Regions from separate parts of the Mus musculus genome. Here region 1 is linked to region 2. A link is a contact called in public promoter capture Hi-C data. All regions are on one chromosome and are shown on one strand. The core of a region is the stretch at or near the end of the contact, and the rest is flanking DNA. Distances in the headings are between cores, read along the strand shown. Region 1 has its middle 55 kb from the start of Gm13470. Region 2 holds the start of Arhgap15os (Rho GTPase activating protein 15, opposite strand).

Region 1 (2,701 bases), core at 110-2,609, 2.4 Mb after region 2:
CTTTTGTACAGTTTCCAATTATTCCTGTAAACATTGATATGCAAATATTTAAAGGTAAACTTTTTTCTTGTCTTTCCTGTATTTAATTTATTTCTCTGGACACTTTTGATTTGATACAAATAACATAGATTTGTAATAATAATTTCAGGAATCATATTTTATAGTCTAGTATTTCCCTTACTCTATTATTTCACTTTGATAGAAATATGTAATTATGATTACTCTACAATCAATCAGCAATGATTGTTTGGCTTAATCATGACATTATAGATATTCTATGATAGATAGTGGATGAGCAATGCTCAGAATCCATCTGTTTGCATTATGTCAATGAACTCCACATAAGACAGTTCTATAACTATCTTAATTTTCTTTAATGTAAAGTGTTCATAAAAGCCTAAAATAACTCTCATCTTATGGTTTCTGATCAACAATATCCAAAAAATTATTTAATAACAGAAATCTTCTCTGTTTCATACAGAAGACCACACAAATGTACGTCATGCCATGGTCCTTTCAAGGGATTATAATTCTGTTCAAAAAAGTCATTTATTCCCAACATTTACTTCAGTTTATATATATATATATAAAATGACTTGGGAGACAGAGGCAGAGGCAGGTGGACTTCTGAGTTCGAGTGTAGCCTGGTCTACAGACTGAGTTCCAGGACAGCCAGGGCTACACAGAGAAACCCTGTCTCAAAACAAAACAAACAAACAAACAAACAAAGGGCATGTTTCCCATGCACTCCCTATTCACAGTCCTTATTTTTCATGCAGATCCATCATCACTAACTTGTTTGAAAGATTTACTTTGCAGTTCATACCTGGTAGAGATGAAATTCCTGAGTAATTATACGTATAAAAAGTAAAATAAACAAATAAATAAGCCTTACATTTAGAAAATATTTTGCTATTTACGTATCGTTCAGCATGGCTCCAAGGAAGAATCTGACAGGAAAGTGGGAGAAGGAAGAAAGCACACATCCTATAAAAGTAACTTTTATTTGACTGAGATAACTGTCATCCTGGAAACGTATTACTGAGTAAGCTCAAACATTCTAGTTCTTTCTGTACTCTGCCTGGCTGGTTCAATTCTTCTCCAGTCTGACCAATATAAATTGGTTTCTCTTGGCTTCAGACTACATTTCTCTGCTTTGCCTCAAACTAGCTCTGGCAAGTTGTTCTAATCTTGTAGCTCCTTCTCACTGTCTGGCTTGGTCTGTCTTCACTGTCAACACATCTCTGTAAAACCATCATGAAAAAAAAAAAAACAATAAAACAAAAAACTGCCTCTGAACTCCATGAATGGAACTGTAACAACCTCCACTCCACTGCACTGCCTTTTAATTTACCAACTCGACATAACTGACACTCTCTCCCTGCACTGTTCTTATCAGAGTTGGGCAGATGCTATCTCTCAGTCATTCTGTCAAGTCTTTCTCTGATTCATCACTTTGTCTTGCCCTTAATTAGATGTCACTTTTGAAAATGACTGCTTCCTTCTAAAACATACTTTACCTACATTTTTAGAGATTAGAAATATATCCTAAAAGTCTGTCTGTATTCCATTTAGATGTAGAAGGTGTTTGAATGTGATCTCTTGGCAAAACAATCACGTTGCTTGTTTAACATGTCTCTACAAAATCCACCGACACAATGACGTACAGAAAACTTGGGAGCAAATAGACTGTGCACTGTGATGGACAAACCGGTGCACTCCAGAAGCTCATGTGCTTATTATATACAGTTGAAGAGCAAGGTGATGGTTTAGTATACAGCTGAATCGAGGAGGGAGGGCTGGATTTCGGAGGCAGTTTTAGCTGATTTTGGTAGATGTCTCTGTAAGGAAAAAAATCTTCAAGATGTAAATATCTGGAGAAGTGTAGTGTTTCTGAACCCAACCATCTGCGTAAAGACCAGAGGTAGATTTTGTCATCACTTAGAGCCTCATCCCTGAACCCTACCCAGGGAGTTGTACTTGAACATTTTCCCATGTGTTTGATCCTTCGGGTTCTTTGAAATGAATGTGCTCAAATCACCTATATATATTACATGAAGACTAAATTCATTCAGGTATTCCTTCATTCTCCCACATAAACAAATAATTTTACATTGATAATCTTGGTAAGTCCAGAGAAATGTTCAGCCAAAGACAAAGACAGAGGCTTCCTGAATTCATTATATAATCTATCATTAATTAAGTTTCATAATTTTCTTGGTTGGAGCAGTCACTCTTCTTGGATTTTTAAGAATACCACACTACTTCACTGGAATGCTTTTCTTTTTAGTAATTTTTTGATGTTATAAAATAATTATATTATTTATCCCTTCCTCTTCCTTCTCTTCAACCCTCCCATGCACCTCCTACACTCTATGAAATTCACAGTTTTCATTAGGAAGGAGCAAGAGAGACAAATCAAGAAGAAAAAGGAGGGAGGAAAGTAAGGTAAGAGTAAGAATGTTTGAAATAGTAATATGACATCCTATTATCTACCTAAAATTGCATAATAGGTACAACTCTCAGTATACATATACATATGAAGTTTAAATGAAAATTTCCCATTGTGGCCCTGTGATTCTTTCCACAAGAGCCATGAACTATAGAAAAAACCCTATATTACCAAACATGAGTAGTTTTTGGTGATTCTTTAGTTTTCATCACATCCATGTGTTGATTGAAACCAATTCAGTCCTAAATA
Region 2 (2,700 bases), core at 133-2,632:
CACATGTAAATGGATCCTATGTCTGAGAGATACTAGCTATTTTAAGCTTAATAGAAAGCATAAGGAATGTTCCTTCCGTCAAGATTTGTGAGGTAGACATCATTTCATCTTTCAAACGAGCACTGTTCTTATTCTGGAATAGAGCATGGTCTCCTTTTTCTGGAGGTTGTAAAAAGCACTCAGGTGCTTGAAAACTATATTTTCTGCTTGTTGTAGTATCTGACATATGTTATTCTGGAAATTAAGTATCTTTGTATCTATGACCATAGTTACTGTTATAATACCACAAGGAAAAATCATTCACATGTAATGTTATTATTTTCCAACTAAGCTAGAATGATCTTCTCAAAAAAAAAATTAAATACCTAGAACGTTAGAAAAATAGCTCAAAGTATGCATTCAGATTACATGTTTTTTAAGGCTTAAATTATTTAAAACTTTTTTATTGACTTAATTTTATTTCACTTATGTAAATATATAATGGAAAAATATTCTTGAGAACTCTTAGTATGCTCTAAAACAGGATAATGTATTTAAAACCTTTCATTATATCTCTTAAAAGATCAAACTGTACAAATTAAAATTGTCTTTCCATACTATCAACAGAATCCCCAATATATAGACAACAAAACATGGATTATTATCTTTAAGTATACAATATAAGGCCAGAAAAACTTTAAACACTGTTCGTATTTACTCGATGCATAGTTTGGGAAAGATGTTTTTTCTTCTTCTATATCTTTTCCTTGTCTGTTTTCTCAGAACTAGTAATGTTGTCTATGTGTGGGCCCTGCTGAATTCCTGAGAGGATTAACTGAGTTGATATATGTACAGTTCTTTGAATAATTCATAGCATTTAGTAAGCACTATTTGGATGCATGAATCAGTATAAACACTGTGCTTAGAATACAGGCCGTTACCCAGCCACACACACACACAAAAATTAACTTACTCAAAAGACCGGTTAAATTTAGCATCAAGATAAGACACAAAACTCGCGTATTCTTTCTTCCTAGTAAAAGGTACTCTCTATTATTTCTAGCCAAAGAATCCAAGTTGTGGGTCCCTGGAGTTGTTCAATTTGCAGAGATCCTCAAGTTCTGAACTGCCGAGTCACTGCCACATCGATAGAAAAGAACAGAAACCAGAACACAGGAAGTCCTTCAGTAAGTGTTTTCTTTGACTGCTCCTTTTACCTCTGTCTAAATGCAGAGCTTATGAAATATAAATGTATTAAAATGAGATTTAAGCCAAAGCCAGGCTACTTTGGAAGATTCGTAGCCATTTCTTACCTAGGGATTCATGCGCTGGAGGGCAGTCTGGGCATTCGGCTCACATCATTGTTGGTAATATCTTTTGAGAAAATAATTGTTCCAAGGTCATGGTCTCTGCTTACAGCAAACCTCTGAATCTCTGAGTAATCGCCACAGAGTTCAGATTGGTGATTGATTTTGAGAGTGGGAAATGTCAAGCATCTGGCATGCTGACCATTTGATTTTCATACATTAAAAGACAAGAGTGACCATCAGAGTTGGCCCAACTAAACCAACAGCTTTTGCACCAGTCCACACTTCCAGAAAACCAGGGAAATTTAGAAATATACATTCCAGAGTGGACAGGAAACCTGAGACCTGAATGAAGTGGTTATCGAAGTTACGGTGAGTTCTGCTTCCAACGCAATTGATTAGGAATAACAATAACTTATATCACTTACATTATGCTCTTCGAAACTTATTTCTTTAGCCAGCCTGCTTCTTCCTCAACAAAAGGGGATGATTACAACATGCCACATGTAATCCACACAGGAAAACTAAGCACTAGACTTCTGAAAGGACATGTAGATATATTTCATATCAGCTAATTCTGTCTTTAAAATTATAGCAACTTCCTTAAACCTCCCACCCAGCTATTTTTAACCATTTTTTCTACATGGAAATATATTTATATCCTAGTTTTTGAAACTTAAGGACAAGTCAGTAAGTTACAGAAACACCAGTACATGAGGTGTAAATAAAAATGTACGGTAAATGAATATATTTGTTTATAACACATATGCGTCATTAGAAAAGATGTGGTAGTGTATGCGTGGCAACATCTCTTTCAAAGATGAATGATTAAGACCCACCGTTCTAGAGGCTACAGGAGATGTTGAATTGAGATCCTTTTGAAAAGAGGGAACTAACTGTTAAGGGGCCTCTGCCATAGTTTTCTCCAGCTACCAGAGACTGATTCAGCAAATCATCTGCTTAATGCTGCTGTTTAAGAAGGTTGTAACTGCCTATGGCCACAAAGTCCATGGGGTGTTGGTGAAGACTCATCTGTGCCTTTTTAAGGGCTATTATTTGGAGTTAATTTAAATTCAATAGTAGTTTCCTTTACTTCTTGAGTTTCTGTCTTTTGTTGCACCTGGGATGAGGTATAAGGTAACATATCTAACACAGCCTTACAGAGTTAGGATTCAGTTATGAGTCAATACTTAATGTTAATTATGTAAATATTTTGTTGTAAATGCACAAGAGTTTGTGATGCAGTGATTATCAGATCTGAAATCTGATATTTAATTGCCGTTGTGGAAGAAAACTTAACATGCTTTTAAACCCTGAAGCAGTGTGTGTGTGTGGGGGGTGGGGGGGAGGATTCGCAAAAGCATGTTTGAGAAACTGAGGCTGACAGATGCAGCACTGAACAGTAATTACATGA

Evidence for each region. Promoter capture Hi-C pulls out the DNA fragments that hold promoters and counts their contacts.
Region 1: a contact with region 2 is called in a promoter capture Hi-C map of the HPC-7 cell line, with 7 times the contacts expected there. The contact joins the enhancer-like site here to the promoter of Arhgap15os in region 2. A contact is called at or near these places in 9 of 39 promoter capture datasets (3T3-L1-derived adipocytes, the HPC-7 cell line, cranial neural crest and 5 more) and 2 of 9 other capture datasets (adipose tissue and liver).

Annotation. Positions count from the first base shown.
Region 1 is chr2:46,496,487-46,499,187 of GRCm38.p6, forward strand. No RefSeq gene overlaps it. Among named protein-coding and RNA genes, the nearest start is that of Gm13470, 55 kb to the left of the region's middle. Within about 2 kb of position 1,360, at least 1 of the 459 cell types and tissues checked has an H3K27ac peak or open chromatin away from gene starts, as enhancers often do. A contact at or near this core is called in the HPC-7 cell line, where this site is marked.
Region 2 is chr2:44,063,942-44,066,641 of GRCm38.p6, forward strand. Arhgap15os (Rho GTPase activating protein 15, opposite strand) reads right to left here and starts at 1,383. Exons shown (of 3, transcript NR_040622.1): 1 at 1,293-1,383. Arhgap15 (Rho GTPase activating protein 15) reads left to right here. Exons shown (of 14, transcript NM_153820.3): 8 at 1,043-1,166.